Regions from separate parts of the Gossypium hirsutum genome. Here region 2 is linked to region 1. A link is a contact called in public Hi-C data. All regions are on one chromosome and are shown on one strand. Each heading gives the region's core, a stretch centred on a gene start, on an enhancer-like site or on the middle of the called end of the contact. The rest is flanking DNA. Distances are from core to core; before and after follow the strand shown. Region 1 holds the start of LOC107925352. Region 2 holds the start of LOC107925454 (plastid division protein PDV2).

What was found. A called contact is a pair of places that touch in the nucleus more often than the background predicts.
Region 2: a contact with region 1 is called in a Hi-C map of leaf, with 3 times the contacts expected there. The contact joins the promoter of LOC107925454 here to the promoter of LOC107925352 in region 1. A contact is called at or near these places in 11 of 34 Hi-C or Micro-C datasets (callus, leaf and petal).

Annotation. Positions count from the first base shown.
Region 1 is chrA01:110,422,505-110,426,481 of Gossypium_hirsutum_v2.1, reverse strand. LOC107925352 reads left to right here and starts at 1,789. Exons shown (of 5, transcript XM_016856014.2): 1 at 1,789-1,948; 2 at 2,051-2,152; 3 at 2,431-2,501; 4 at 2,585-2,647; 5 at 2,735-3,191. The coding sequence starts at 1,885. The coding sequence ends at 3,025.
Region 2 is chrA01:110,618,570-110,622,546 of Gossypium_hirsutum_v2.1, reverse strand. It overlaps LOC107925454 (plastid division protein PDV2), which reads right to left and starts at 2,318. Exons shown (of 2, transcript XM_016856142.2): 1 at 1,737-2,318; 2 at 52-808. The coding sequence starts at 2,018. The coding sequence ends at 173. It overlaps LOC107925378, which reads right to left. Exons shown (of 12, transcript XM_041113244.1): 9 at 3,897-3,956; 10 at 3,724-3,810; 11 at 3,504-3,632; 12 at 2,816-3,405. The coding sequence ends at 3,103.

The DNA.
Region 1 (3,977 bases), core at 540-3,039:
GTTTTTTAGTCATTATGTCATTAAGTCTGAAATGGTTGGACGATGTGATTATTACATGAATGATCACCTAACTATGAAAATGTTTTTGTTTTGGTTACTCAACTATAAAATTTTTTCGATGTCACTAAAGCTTTCGAAATTAGATTTTTTTAGTTACCATTCTGTTAAGTTGATAATAGAAGTTTGACGTGATTTTTTTTATTGACCTAATAACAAATTTTGCCATTCAATACTTATATGTTGTATTAGTTTAATATGAACTCTAAAGAAATAAATAAACTTAGTCCTATACATTACTAGTATTTGATAATAATTTCTTACAAGTTTTTTTAATGATTTTTTATAATAGTAATATTTGGCTTTTTGATAAGGTAGTCAGTACCTCATTAGCGGACACACTGATTTTCAATTGGAATTGATATGTATGGTACTAGTTTGTTTTGGTGTATCATTTCGAATTTATCAATATTTTTAAAAAAAATATTTAATATATGTATATAAATATATTTACAAATATCAAATGGATGATACTAAATAAATTTTAAATATAAAATATTCATCAATTATATAAATGACTCACAACTCAAAAAATAAAATTATATCATTTATATAAATCCAAAATTAATAATAAAAACCCATCATCAATTTTTAGGGATTTAACTTCTCTCCATTTATGAAAGAATTTGAATGGCGAGTGGAGATTTTTTTTTTTATATCAGGTGAGTGAGTTTATTATTATTATATTTTAAATATGAAAGTATGTCCATAAAAACTTTTTTAAACTTTTACATATTGGTAAAGTCCTTTTTGATCTGTCACATCCCAATTAAATCTTTAACATAATAATAAAAAATTAAAAAAATAATTTTTATATTATTTATGCATCGGCTGGTGGACCATGTTTTGGCTAGTGCGATCAGACTTGATCGAAAGAAGTTAGTGCAACTAGTACGGACTAGAATTTTTATTGGCACAAAAAAAGGTGATGGTTGTTTCGATTTAGCATTAGAATGGTGTGAACAGACCACCATAGTTTTTGAGCATTAGAGAATCACTATTTTAACATAAAAAAATATATAAAAAAGAACTTTCCAACAATTTATGATCTTTTACTGTCGAAAATTAAAAATCTTTGAATTTTTTAGTGTTGGATAAGCATCGTTTAGTCTAAAGTGTTAAAAAAAAATTATCGACCACTTATGATCTTTTTGGTATAGGAGATTTGAAACTTTTAAAATTTCTTGCATTGAATAACATTGGCTAAGAGAATAAAAGAATAGGTAGAGAGAGAGAAAAAAAAGGCAATAATTAGGATTAAATTGATAAATTTGGTAAATATTGAAGACTAAATTTATTGATTTTTAGAATTAAGACTAAATTGATAGAAAATATAAATATTGAAGAGCTAAAATTATTATTAGACCAATAAAAAATATCACATCAAACTTTATTTATTAACTTAGCCGCATGATGACTAAATCAAAAAAAAATTATAGTTGGATAAACATTCTCATAATTGAGTGGCCATTTGTTTAGTTTATAACATCATTTAGTTGTTTCAAACTGAACAGTAAAAACAAATTTGGATAGTTTTGTGATCAAATTGAAAAAAATTCATATATTAATGACTAAAATAGAAATTAAAGTTATTAAAACCGAGTAAAAGGAGCCTCACACTACATGAGTTTAAGCCCAACCTGAAAAAGGCTTTCAATATTAAAAACAAGGGCTGGTCCATTTAATAAAAGTGGATAAAGCCCATAATACTTCCCAAATCATGTTAAAACAGAACAAAAAGTAACAAAAGCTCAAACTCTAGTTTACATAAACCCTATAGGCTGCCGACTGAACAAGGAACCGCTTGTTTCTCAACTAAATATACAGATGGGAAGCTCAAGCAAAGATCTTCTACGGTTTGAACACAATAAATCCTCTTCTTCACCCTTAGGTAACTAAGCTCCTATCTAATTTTATGCTAACTTTGTTTTCTATCCATTGAAATTTCATTATCTGTGTGTGTGTGTGTTTGACGGTTTTACATGTTCAACAGAATGCGCTCTACTTGTTTGTAAGAAAAAGGACTCGGAGCCTCAAACTCATGAACCTGATCCTTCCAAGAAACCCCCCTTCACTCCTTTTCCTAAAAGCCAAGGTAAGCTTTCTTCCATCTTTCTTTTTTGAAGTAGTTATTTTGTACCATTATTTATGCTAAACATATATACAGCTTTTAAAGAATCTGAAACTGATAGCATGTGATTTGGGAATGGAATAATGATCATTGTTTCAGACTTGAGGACTGTTAAAAAAAAACTTTGACTTGTAGGCAGAATTATGAGAGGTCCAGCTTGTTTAGAGATGATTACGTGTTTCATGGGCATTAGAATGTGGAAGCTTCTGTTTTGTGCTGAAATCTTCTTTTGAGTATTGCAGTTTTGGGGAAAGTGAAAGATTTCTTGGGAGTCATGGCAGAAGCTAATAAAAGGCTGGAGCTTGATGCAAAGGTTTTTTTTTTTTTTTGTCAAATTTGTCATCAGTAAACACACTTTTTAATTTCTAACCTATATTCTTGTTTATCATAATGTAGAGTAATTCTCAAGCATATGATATTGAAGTACTCAATGGGAATGATTCTGAAGTCATTGAAATGGTAACATTAAAATTGAACCTCTTGAATTGTGCTCATCGAATAGTATATGAGTTTGTTAATATGTTTTGGTTGCATTTTGTAATACAGGATTTGATGTTAGGTGTAGCTGATCTTCACACACCTCAAGCTCTGGCTGCTGCTGAATCTGCAATTGCTAGCAATCAGCCACCAATTATGGTAGCTGGCAACAGTAGTAGTAGCGAAACGGAATCAGATGATAGCAGTGATGAGGAAAGCTATGATGATGGTAATGATGATGAGGAAACATCTTGTCCAACGGAAAATGAAAAATCCAACACAGTCAACGAGGATGCTGTCTGTGAAGCAACAGGAAAAAGTCGATCAAAGAAGCGGACAAGGATAGTTGAGCTCTCTTGAAAACAATATTTATTTGGTTGGTCAAGAAGAAATGTAGAAATTTCTGAACTATTATATTCCGAAGAATCTCAAATGACCTGTTGAAGTTTCCTGCTAGTGTTGGTGTCCTTGTATTGAATTTTGACCGCAAAGTGAATCATTGAGATGCAAGTTAAATTGGTGCCAACTTCCAGTTTTAAAGCAATCACCCTCATTTTCCAATGCTAAAATCAGTTGTGAACATCTGGTGCAGCATTTGTAGAATTCTCAGAAACAAGATTTAGTTGAACAAGTGAAATGGATGGAGATGTTTCAAATATCTTGAGACAATTACTTTGATAAAATTAATGTTAAACTAAACCCATACTTTTTTATTCTTTGGTGCAGACAATATAGACCGTGATTTGTAAAAAAAAGAATGATGTTTGTGCCAACTTTCTATCCTCTCCACAGCAAATCTTCCTTGCTAAACTGAGTGCTTCGAGCCTAATAAGCTCAACTAGAGCATCAAGGCAATGGCCACTACATATTACATCTTCCGTAAATATTTTACTGTAAAACGATTATAAATCACACATATCCATGGATAATATGGAGATTGTAATTTGATGATGACAGTGACTAATTGTAAAGCCTGCTAAGACTACTATCTTCACTTGGACTTTGATCACATTCACAAATTTATTGGCATATGCTGGATAAAATAGGCATCAGTACTGTTAAATGTCCATACAATTTAGACATAAAAGGGAAGGGTATCAAAATAACAAAAAGATATGAAGTAAAAGCTTAAAGTACTCACCTGTACACTTCTACTGTTGGAAAGTGTATACGATACTTCCACCCAGTAAATAAAAAATGACTAGAAAAAACAATAATAATTGAGTTTGGCGTGAATAACAATTGAACTAAATTATTATCATTTTCTGTATCGAGATGGTGTAAGCCTCTGAGTCTTTCCCAAATTTGAAAA
Region 2 (3,977 bases), core at 1,069-3,568, 200 kb before region 1:
GGGGGGGTGGGGGGAGGAGATGGTACATGCATATCTTCCATTGTTATCCCATTTCACAAACGCATAAATCAACCTCAATTTAGAACTATGAAAATCCGCCCAAGTAAAACTTCATCGCAACTAATTTAGCAATAAAAGTCGAGTTATTAACACATTAGGAAGTGAAATCAAATCAGCCGCACCCATAATTTACATCTGGCTTGGAAACAACGGACTCAAATGGTACTTCAATCCTCTCTTTCACCAAGCATCGAGCTTCCCCATTCTCCATTACCAGAATTTTCCCAGGTGGACATGGATCACTGGAATTCTTCTCTTCAGTCGCACGTTGCTGACTTGTGCCAAAAACCTTGACATGGTTGCCTTTCCCGAGATTCGGCACAAAATTGGACAGGCTTAATATGTATATTACACCAACAAGTGGAAGCACGGTCTTCACAGCTGAACCTATGAAGTAGCCAAATGCTTTCCTCAACCTTTTGGATTCATCTTGATGTTGTTTTGGGTTCTTTGCTTCATTTGTTGGGTCACTGATGGAAACCCCATTTTGGGAAGACTTGTATGTTGACTGTAAGTGTGACAATGAGCCATTATCCAAAACCAAGGATCGTGGGAGGCGACTTGGATATGGGGGAAGGAGGAGATCACTGTTGTTTTCCACTGTTTTGCTAACAAAAGCAGAAGCCTCGAGAATCACTTCCATGTCCTTCCCTTGATATTCTTTGAGCTTCTCCAAGACCACTCTCCGGCTATAATCAATCTCAGCAAGGGCAACTTCCTTCTCATAACTTTGCTGATGTTGCAGATTCTAAACCATTCAAATGATAATGATAAATAATGGTGTTATTTTTTAAAAAAAAATGTTATCAACACAAACATCTATCTATTTCTACGCATAGCCTTTTTATGCACGCAAAGCATAGATCCAATATGTAAGTCAAAGGAAGGAAAAGACTAACAACTAGGGCTTTGAATTGTTGGAAGTTCAATTCTTCCACAAGTAAATTCATATAGAAATAAGTTACTTTGCTCCTACGCCAGAAGAACAGTGAAAGAATGACCTCAATCATGTAACCATATGTTGTGAAAATGGAAAGTGCTAATTTTGGAAAATTAGAATGATTGGGAACATGGTGTAAATGATTTAATTCAATAGATACAGAAAGTAACATTTCCAAGTCAGCAAGTTTAGTTTTAGGGTTTTACTATAACAAGGCTATCTAAAAAAACTCACAAAACCAGAAAAGATAAATTAGTCTCTATAGACCATAAAATAGAACCGACATGAATGATACCTTGGTTCTACCAAAAAAAAAAAAAAACCCACAAAGAGTGTAGGTGCAGTCAGTAGGCAAAAGACCAGACCAATTGGCACTAATCTATAAATAGGTAGAAGAGATAAAACCAAGATTAATCTCTGACCCAAAAAATGCAATACAAGCCTACCCGTATCTTCGACTACACAATTTCTAAACATTTCAAACAATCATCATTAATCATTTTTGACTTGTTCTTAAGTTCCATAGCATAAAAATTTGGAGTCGAAAGTAGGATCCCACGGGTAATTTTCAATTTTTCCTTTAGTTTTATAAATATTCACATGCATACATGACTATAACAGGGTTACAAGAACGAAATAAAATCAGGGTCATTCAAGGGCCTAGGGTTTATAACATACGAACCCAATATCTAACAAAATGGGGAGGGAAAAGTTAAGATATTTGAGGTTAACAAACCTGTAAAGCAAGGAGCTGGGCTTCAAGTGATTCAAGGGCATCTCGAATATCCAAAAGTCCCTCAGTAGTTTCTTCTGCTTCTTCTTCATCATCAGCTCCACCGAGAGTTTGATGGGGTTTGTCTCCATTCAAGCTAGCATTTTTATCAGTTTGTTTTCCTTCTTGGCTTTGTTTGTAGGGAGAAACAGGATTTCCGGAGGTGGCTTTTGTGATGCAGTTGCTGATTTTCAATCTCAGCTCTGTAGCTCTTGCTAATGCTAACCCTACTCCCTCTTCTTCCATTTCTTTCCTTTCCTCACTCTCCCCCCTTTTTTTTTCTCACCCTGTTTTCCTGTTGCTAGTAGTATTAAAATGTGTTGAATTTAAATCACAAATAAAAGGAAAAAGAAAAAAAACTGAGAGGAAAATGGGCTTTGGTTGTTAAGAGACCGAAGGGGGTCTGAAAATGGAGGGAGAGAAGAATCTCATCTTTTCCATGCTTAGACCATGGTCCTTTCATTTAATTTTTCTTTTTCTTTTTTTTTTTCTCTGTTGTGGGGGTGCAGCATAAGGCCAAGAAATTGGGCTAATAAACCCAAAGCCCCAAAAGCAATTTGGAAGAGCAAACAACTCTAACCTCTACTTTGCAAAACAAGATTATGTGGGCTCTCTGCTTTTGGCACCTATGGTTCCTATGCTGCCACCTGCGAGGTGGATGATAAACCTACTCGTTTTTTCATTTTTCCTTCTCTTCTCGAATAAAATGGTGTATTTTTAGATTAGGCTTTACATAATCTGGCCTATTCTTGTTTTCATTCATGGAAATGAATAAAGAGTCATTGATACTATTATGAAGTTTTTCAATGAACTCAGACCATAAGCTGTTGTTTCACATTTCCTTTTCTTTAGCTGGAAAAATATTTGAATCTTGTCCACAAGCCTGAACGTTCAAAGTTAAGAACACTTTATGAACCCATGTTCAGTTCCAATTTATCTATACGATTAATAGATAACATTTTTAAAGTTTAAGTTTGAATCCTATCATCTCCATCCCCTTCTCTTGTTCTATTTTAAAAAAAGAAGATGAAAACACTTGTATCTAATCATAAAAACTATGAAGATGTTTTCAGTTGCAATATAATATTATACACAATCAATTCTCTAGCATTTAGGTGCATACAAGAACTTTAAACACAATTAGGAATGACAGCCAAATCACAACCTTGTGAATGGAGATTGTTTCTTCAGCTCATTTGATCCTCATTCTCTATTGCATAAACCAAACTGAAGATTGGAGCCAAGGGGGGTTTGAGAAAGTTGCTGTTATGATTCATCTGTCATTCCAAAATCCCACCTTCTACACTCAATGCTTTTCTCAGATATAAAATCAGTGAAGTAATTCTTTTGAAAATAGATATCGAAATGCAAAGTTGTGGGAGATCCACTCAATGCTTTTCCCAGTTTTCCTCTTGCAACTCGGCTGAAGATTCTTCCTCACTGAATCAGGCATGAATTGCTCTACCATCTGCAACATACCAGCTGAGCCAACATTTGAATCTTTTGCAAAATACTCCATAAGTTTTGGTAATAGAATTTTCTCTTCTTTGTTCACACTCCAATTTGCCTGGATGTACTCTATTTTTGCAACTTCCAGTTCCTGGAACACTCCCTTGGGTGTATATATACGTACCTAGAGTGTCATCATAAGTAAATGATATAAATTGAGAACTAACATTTTAAATACCCTGCAGCCATATAATAAGAACTAATTCAGGGCAAACAGTGTACCGCAGGGTCCGAATAACTTCCTGAAGAAAGTGCAAAATACAGAAGAGGTTCCGGTGATTCGATTGCGTAAGCTCTTCGAGGATCTCTGACCTTAAATTTGGTCTTTGAAGGAAACAAAAACCGAAGCCACTGCAAGCAGATGTTAGATGTCAGTTTCATCAGTGTCAACACAAACGAATAGTACCATAAGTGGATAAAATTTTCAGGGAATGAATAGTACCTGTCCAGGACGAGGCAATCGGCATCCTAGAATAGAACTCTGTATTGTGTCTATGTTTATGGTCTGCCCCCCAACATCATAGGCAGCCTGGATCATACATAGGCTTGTGAATGCAATAGCAAACATCCATCCCATGATCATTGGTTAAATTAACCAGAAAGAGCTTTGCTCACCTTGAGTAATAAGGACAATCTCTTCAGATTGTTTTTTGGAATGCCGTAAATCAGAAACGCCTGTAAGAACGAAATGTGTCG